2 separate regions of the Sus scrofa genome follow, and region 1 is linked to region 2. Evidence: chromatin contacts called from public HiChIP or PLAC-seq data. All regions are on one chromosome and are shown on one strand. The core of a region is the stretch at or near the end of the contact, and the rest is flanking DNA. Distances in the headings are between cores, read along the strand shown.

The links. HiChIP or PLAC-seq counts read pairs in DNA pulled down with a chosen protein or histone mark.
Region 1: a contact with region 2 is called in an H3K27ac HiChIP or PLAC-seq map of alveolar macrophages. The contact joins the promoter of RNASEL here to the enhancer-like site in region 2. A contact is called at or near these places in 1 of 5 promoter capture datasets (liver), 17 of 47 Hi-C or Micro-C datasets (alveolar macrophages, embryonic fibroblasts, epiblast stem cells and 8 more) and 2 of 2 datasets of contacts at active chromatin or transcription factors (alveolar macrophages and skeletal muscle).

What each region holds. Positions count from the first base shown.
Region 1 is chr9:123,908,827-123,912,665 of Sscrofa11.1, reverse strand. RNASEL (ribonuclease L) reads left to right here and starts at 2,280. Exons shown (of 7, transcript NM_001097512.1): 1 at 2,280-2,318. All of the region lies in intron 2 of LOC110255523 (a long non-coding RNA gene), which reads right to left.
Region 2 is chr9:123,809,428-123,813,412 of Sscrofa11.1, reverse strand. The region is part of intron 1 of RGSL1 (regulator of G-protein signaling protein-like); the gene reads right to left. Among named protein-coding and RNA genes, the nearest start is that of TEDDM1, 38 kb to the right of the region's middle. Within about 2 kb of position 1,947, at least 4 of the 83 cell types and tissues checked have an H3K27ac peak or open chromatin away from gene starts, as enhancers often do. A contact at or near this core is called in alveolar macrophages, where this site is marked.

The sequences.
Region 1 (3,839 bases), core at 1,031-3,530, 99 kb before region 2:
ATGAGACATGACCTTTCTTCAATGTTCTACACCCATAGAACGTGCTAGCATATACATGTTTAGCAAATGTCTCTTAAGTTAATGATTCTTTTTAAATCCAGCAAGAGATGACCAGTTAGATGACCCTTTCCAGCTTCCTATAGACTCCTCTCCCCAGACGTCCCACAGGCTCTTCATATGGAGCACAGTCAAAGCCAAGGTCGTTATGTGCCCCTCTGATGTCTACTGCCTTCTGTCTCCCTAACGCTGATACAAAGACGCTGCTTCTCCCAGTTCACCTAGATTTCTTAGAGGCAAATTTCATCCTCTTTAATCTGGGCTCCAAAAACAGCTTCCCACATGGTTTCCCTCCCCAGTCCTCTCCCCCTCCAGCTCACCTTCCAGGCTGGGTCCATCTTTACTCATAAAACACAGAACTGAGCACACCATGACTGCATCAAAGCCCTTTGACAGCTTCCCTTTGACTATAAGGGCACATTCATCTCTTAGATGACATGTGAGGCTCTGATCCCACCTAAGTCCCTCTCCTGACTTATCTCCTGCCCAGACGGCCCTTAGACACAAGCTGTCCTCTCTGCTTTGAATGGCTTCTTTTTTTTTTTTTTTCAATTGGGGGTTGGGGGCTGAGAAGGAACATATCCTCCTCAAAAGAACTCCTGAAAATCCAGCAAACCCTCACTTCCTCAAGTGAAGCCTTCCCAGACGTCCACTGCAGAGAATTAATCTCTGCCACTTCCGTGATTCTGGGACACCATTCTTACCTTGATTGCCTCACGTGCGAACTGGAAGCACTACTTCTCTCTCCACAGCGCTTTTTCTTTCCCTAAACCGCTCTCTTTCAAGATCAGGAGCCGTATTATCTGATAAGATGGGACAGAACAGACCACAGTAAAGCGATTCAGAGCAGGAGCTGTGGAGCAGGAATATTGGGGTTGGACTCCTGGCTCACTCGCTGTATGGCCTTGGGAAGTTAATAAGCCTCTCCAAGGCTTGGGTCCCTCATCTGTAAATGAGGACAATAAGAATGCACCCTGCCTAGGGAACAGGGGATGAAATAAAAGTGTTTAGCACCACACTAACGTCCCATGAATATTATCTATTCTTATGATCTGATTCCAGGTACTTAGCACAGGGCCTTGGACTCAGGAGGCATCAGTCGATAACTATTTGACTTTTTGAAAACAATGGAAGAGTCGTGATTCAAAGCCAGGATTCCAGGTCTACTTTTTCAGGTATAGTACAGATGTTTCCATGCTATATTTCATCTGATGTAAGATGCACTCCAGAATTCCAGATAAGAAAGCAGAAGGTCAAGCCATTAATTCAGGCCAGCTGGTGCTATTTCTGAATCAGTGCTGTTGCTTCCTTGTGGCACTGAAAGGCTCTGGCCCATCCTCACCCTCTGCTGCCCCCCTGTGGCTACATCAGGTCAGGCTCCCAAATCCTTTAAACTCGCCTGGTTATTCAAATTGCTTTATGAGGAAAAGAAAGGTTTAAAACGTAAATAATTGAGGAAGGAGCCAAAGGGTGAGAGATGTAAGTTAGTCAGGTGCTAGACAGTGGAGTTTGAATCTTCATTATTTATAAAATAGTTCCCTTCACTGCAAATCCTCATCCTGGTATTTCCAACCCTCCTTATTAATTACTACTAATTATTCTCTGCAGCATTTTCACCACAAAGCATATTATATATACTTATGTTGTCTGGCTTCTCCCATAAGAATGAGGGTGGGCATTTTCCTCTATGCTGTCCAGTGATGCAGCCCGAATCTCTAGAACAAGGGAAGTTAATCATTTCGTGCCTCAGTTTCCTCATCTGTACAATGGGGTCAAAAATAGTAGCTACCTCATAAGGATTAGATTTTGTGATTTAATATATATAAAGGGCTCAGAACAGTTACTTGAGCACACGCAAGAGCTATGTAAATGTCTGCTACCATCACCATCATCGTCATCATTCTTCTTTTCCGGTAGCAGGTACTATTCACTCCTTCAAAAAGACAGGGATTTGGGAAAACATGGTTGGGATGGAGCTGGATGCTGGGACCTGAAAGGCTCAAGGCTGAGCAGCAGGATCCTGGACGTCAAGTCAGCGCCCAGCTGCCAGGGAAGAGCCATCCCTTTCCTCTAGGGGGTTTAAAGGTGCCACCACCTCTGCCTGGGTGTGGGCATGTGCAGTGTGCCCTCCCTCCTCCTTCCACATTTTTTTGGCCCCGCCCACTGGCTCAGGGACTTCCTCAGGAGGCGCTGTTTGCCCGCTGGCAAGAGGATTTGACGATGAAGTGCTGCCAGAGGGAGGAGGCGGCTGCATTTAAAAGGTAAGGTGCGCAGAAGGAAGAGAGCCGGAAAAGCCTGAGAAGGTGTTTTCTTTGAACGATTCCCGAGGGTGGGCTGGGCGGAAGGAAGGACACACAGCTCCGGAGGACCTGCACCCCCGGGAGCATTCCAGGGTTTCTGTCACTATCCACACAGTCTTCTTTCAAGTGGGCTTGGTTTGTCGGGCATCTCTGGTACTTGGAGAAAATGAAAGTGAAATCGAGACTCTCCCCTTGCAGCCCTTTCGCTGAGCTGTTTCTGTTCTCTGCTCTCGCTTTCTTTGAGTTTCTTCCTCCTCTGCTCCTTTACTTACTCCAGCCCACCTCAACACCCATCCTCACCAGAACTGTCTACACAAGCAGAGGTGTCACTGCCGGGTGTTTGTGCTTACGCTGCCCATCCGATCGATCGGCTCTCCCAGGTGGGAGTTTTGAGAATGTCAGAGGGGTGAGATGGCTGAAAAGTGGTGGCCTTGTGAATTTTGTAGCCGATGCAGTTCGCTAAATATGTAAGTAACAGTTTGCTGCTGTCTGATATTTGAACTGGTTCTAAATTGCTCTGATGTGACTGAGGGCAGCTGGACTAAAAACAAACACCCCAGATTCCTATTTGTGTAGCAGGTATATGCACATGGGTGGGGAGGGTGGATTTATTAACCTTTTTATAAGGGGACATCATTAGCTCTACCATTTATCGGATGCCTAATATTTCCCCCTCCCTACTTTAATACACTTTCTAGGGGGGACTTTATTTATCGTTGCCACATTTGAGGAAACAGAAAATTGAGACTCAATAATCTAAGGTTATACAATTAGGAAGTAAGAGTCTAGTAGTCAGACAACCAGGGGCTCAAATGTAGATCTTGCTGAGGTCAGAGCCTAGCTCTTTCCCCTACCCTGCATGACTTAATTTTTTTCAGCCACACCTGCAGCTGTGCAAGTTCTCAGGCCAGGGACTGAACCTGCACCACAGCAGTAACAACACCGAATCCTTAACTGCCGGGCCACTAGGGAACTCCTATCCTATACTACCTTAAAATAGGAAAGCACATCCGCAGAGAGTCAGAGACACACCGAGCAATGGCAACCAGAAATGCAAATTGACAGAAGACACATTTTGTCTCATTAAATGAGGGTTCTGGTGTTTTCAAGAGGCCATCTATTTCTTCTTTTTTTTTTTTTTTTTTTTTTTTTTTTTTTGTCTTTTTTTGCTATTTCTTGGGCTGCTCCCGCGGCATATGGAGGTTCCCAGGCTAGGGGTTGAATCGGAGCTGCAGCCACCGGTCTACACCAGAGCCACAGCAACACTGGATCCGAGCCGCGTCTGCAACCTACACCACAGCTCACGACAACGCCGAATCCTTAACCCACTGAGCAAGGGCAGGGACCGAACCCGAAACCTCATGGTTCCTAGTTGGATTCGTTAACCACTGCGCCACGACGGGAACTCCCAAGAGGCCATCTGTTTCTGATAAGAGTATGTTTATATGGCATTGGAAAAAAAATCAGTAATACAGGCTGAGA
Region 2 (3,985 bases), core at 698-3,197:
TTTTGTTTTGCATTTATTTTAAAATCTGACATTAAATTTACAAGAGCCTTCTTAAGTTCTTAGGAGAAGAACTTTCTTTGTTAGCTTTGTAAATCTGCCTTCTTAGGTATTTAAAGTATTTTTAAATCATATTTTCTTCTCCTTCTACTTCTTCTTCTTCTTTTTTTTTGGTTGCGCCCACAGTATGTGGATGTTCCCAGGCCAAGAATCGAACCTGTGCCACAGAACAGTGACCCAAGCCACTGCAGTGACAATGCCAGATCCTTAACCCACTGTACCAAAGAGAATTCCTTAAATCATATTTTCAATTATGATATGAAATGTCTAAGGAATTTTAATTAACAAAATGGGAAAACAGTCTCTGTTTAGTAAATTTTGGTTTGTCAAATTTCATTGAAAAATAATGAGCAAATGAAAGCAATTATAAATAAAATTATGCATAAGTAATTCTATATGCCAAGTTTAAAAGCTTAATATTAATTGATTAAATGTGTACAATACTTATTGGATAGTGACTGCAATATAAGCAACTGCAAACATTTTGTTCCATATTTATTCATGTCCACACATCTAAGTTTAACAGGAAACAGACTTTCATTATGTTTACTAGATGCTTATGTATTTTTCTACCCTCTTCTTCATCCTTCATTTCTTTAAAATCGATACCTCAGTATAAATGGAGGGCCAGTGCCCCTTTCCCAGCCTATGGAAAGATAGTGCCCTCTGGTGGATTGTGGTAAAGATTACACCTTTCACTCCAAAATTCTACTTGTTTTTTTATTTTTGTTTTTTTCCCAGATTTATTTTCAACTGATTTTACATTCCAATGTGATTAGGGTTATTGTCAGAGTGCTCATACCTACTGGGATATGAAGAATACAGAAAGTTCTTTATCACCTAAACGGCAGGCCTGTCTAGTCCACTATTGTTATCTAGCCTCAGTATTAATCCTTTGTGGCTTTGAAGGTGCCTGCTACTATTTATTATTTTACCTCAAAGATACATCTTGTGATGAAGTTCCCTAGTGACCTATTGGGTTAAGGATCCATCCTTGTCACCACTGTGGCTGGAGTCACTGCAGGGGCACAGGTTTGATTCCTGGACTGGGAACTTCCGCACACCATGGGCATGGCCAAAAAAAAAAAAAAAAAAAAAAAAAAAAGGTACATGTTGTAAGACATAATATTTGGAGGCATTCATTTACTACGAGAGATGAGCTCATTAGTATCTCACGGGACCTCACAGGTACTCAGAAATGAGACAGATCTATCAAAAATTGTCTTTGGTATCTCTTCAACTTTTACCTTCCTAGAGAGATAATGCCTTGAAACAGTAATATTTGGGGTTTGCTTTTCTGCCCTTGTATGTAACTTTTTTTCCTAATTAGTAAAAGATATTGCTTCAGTGGGAGTTCCTGTTGTGGTGAAGCAGAAACAAATCAAACTAGTGTCCATGAGAATGCAGGTTTGATCCGTGGCCTAGCTCAGTGGGTTGGGGATCCGGCGTTGCCCTGAGCTGTGGTGTAGGTCACAGACATGGCTCAGATCCCGAGTTGCTGTGGCTGTGGTGTGGGCTGGCAGCTGTAGCTCCGATTCGACCCCTAGCCTGGGAACTTCCATATGCCATGGGTGTGGCTCTAAAAAGCAAAAAAAAAAAAAAAAAAAATCTATATATATATATAGAGAGAGATAGATAGATAGATAGATACACATTGCCTCAGAATGAGGTCAGATTGTACTAGCGAAGAAAAATCAATTATTAGATTAAAAAATTCAAAATATGCTTTTAATATGAAAAAGAGGAGGCCTGAGTAAAGTAGAAAACAGTTTTGCTGAATCACTAGAACAGACTGAAGAGGAAAAACAGATTCTCTATCACCCCCACCTCAGGGCACCAGAGGAGTTTCAACTAGGCCACAGGAAGGAAGAGCTGCAAGGCTGGGCGTGGCCTGCAAAGACACCCAAGGTTCCGGGCAAGAAACAACACGATGGGACCCAGAGGTGACAACCAGGAACAGGGCAGAACCTCCAGGGGAAACATGGACCTCCACGGTCACTGGGAGCAAGGAGAAGCCCTGGCGCTGAACCAGTGCCAGAGGAGGACTGTGTTTCCATGCTGGGGACCACAGCTCATCTCCTGTAGAGAGCAACATCGCTACTTAACCGTCTCACTAGTGCAAGGTGCAGGGCTCCTGTGGAGAGCTGCCACCTCGTCACACACTGGACGTCCCACACGTGCATTCTATCCCAAATTCTGAGACACTGCTGGGTCCCTGTAAACAACACTGGGAAGCACCTCCCTCCTTTACGATACTCAGAATGTTCACAAGCCCCCAAAGCCAGAGAGTAGAGGCCCTTAATCGCCAGAAAACAATTTACCCTGGCTACACCTTAACTTTGGAACAAGAAAATTAACAAGGAAGAATAGGGCCATAACCAAAGGAAAAGGGCAAAGGGGGAAACTGGAAGGATATTCTCTAGAATCCCTGCCTCACCCTTACTCCATCCTAAACACAGATAGATATTTTAGCCATGTCCAGAAGTGAGGAAAGCTTGCCAGCTTCTCCATACTCTGGGATGACAGGGAGAAAAGCAGAAGGAGTGGCATAAACACATTCTTTTGTAGGTCCCCAATAATACTCCCAAGAATTTCACTGCCCTTGACACCCAGCTACAGCATTATGTGACAGGACTAAATGTCTGGCTACCTGAAGCCAGTTTCTTAAGAGTTTTGAGTTTTAGGTGACCATTCAGAACCTACTTCATAGAATAGTTGTGGGATCAGAAAGAAAAGTGTGCAGAATAAACAAGCCACTGGATTTTATTTTGTATGAGAACCAGAAAGCCGTGGGTCTTACTTGGACATTGGTTGAAGTGTGTACAGAGCAAGGGGTTGATCTGTCCAGGTAGAAGAAACTGACAGGCTCTACACTTGGGGAGACGGGGATAGAGAAGTTCTGGAAGCAGAGGAATACTTTTGAGACCTCACTCTGTGCAGACTGCTGCTCTGTTCTACTAGACCCTGCAGAAGAAATGGCCTTTGAGGATGGTGGTGATGGTTTCACCATATATTTATGCCACACTCATCACAATGTATACATTAAATACTTCCAGGTTTTTTTTAATATTAAGTATACCTCAACAAAGCTTAAAAACCTACCCACCTTTCTGTTTGATAAACCATAAGGTAATCAAAAGAAGGACCTCAACAACAGTTCTAGGAGTGCTAGATGGTCAAAATAACAGTTAAGACTTAGTGTGAGTATGGACGTGATTCAGAAAGAGAAAGGATGAGGAGGTGGTTATCACGATGGGTAAATCACTATGCTGTACCAAAGACTGTAAATCACTACGATGGACTAAACATCAGCGACTAGTGGTAGGTATTCTACATGGTGGGCGAGGGATATTTATAAAGATCCAGAGGCAGGATATAGTACGTTTATTTTCACATTCTACAGGGTAGGGGGTGGGGCATGAGGTGTGCAGAGAAGCAGCGAGAACAGATCTGAAGAGAGGTGGTGGTAGGGAGAATCCTTGGGGAGCTGAAAGTGAAGGTCACAGTCACACGCCTCCTGTATTTCACTTGCCTTCTCCCTGCACACTGCCCAGAAAATGGGACTAAAGAAAGCCGAAAGGGGAGAGAGAGGCATACTGGTCCCCGGGGAGTCTGTTGTCTCAGGTGGCACCTCTGGAGGAAGGACACCTGCTCTTCCTCTCTGACGGCTCTTCTTTCCCCAACTTCTCTTCCAGGTGTTCCAGAAGGCACAGGTGACAGGAACCATTCTGGGCTCACCTGGTTCAGGCATCAACGAATGTAGCAATACCACAGAAAGGAGAAGCCATAGATCCAGATCATCACAATGACGAGGGAAGCCACGTGCCAGCAGAAGAAGGTGGTGACAAATATCATATCGTTTTTGTCATCATCCATCCATTTATGGCCGGAGATTGGTCTGAATAGCATAAAGCCGATCTGAATCAGC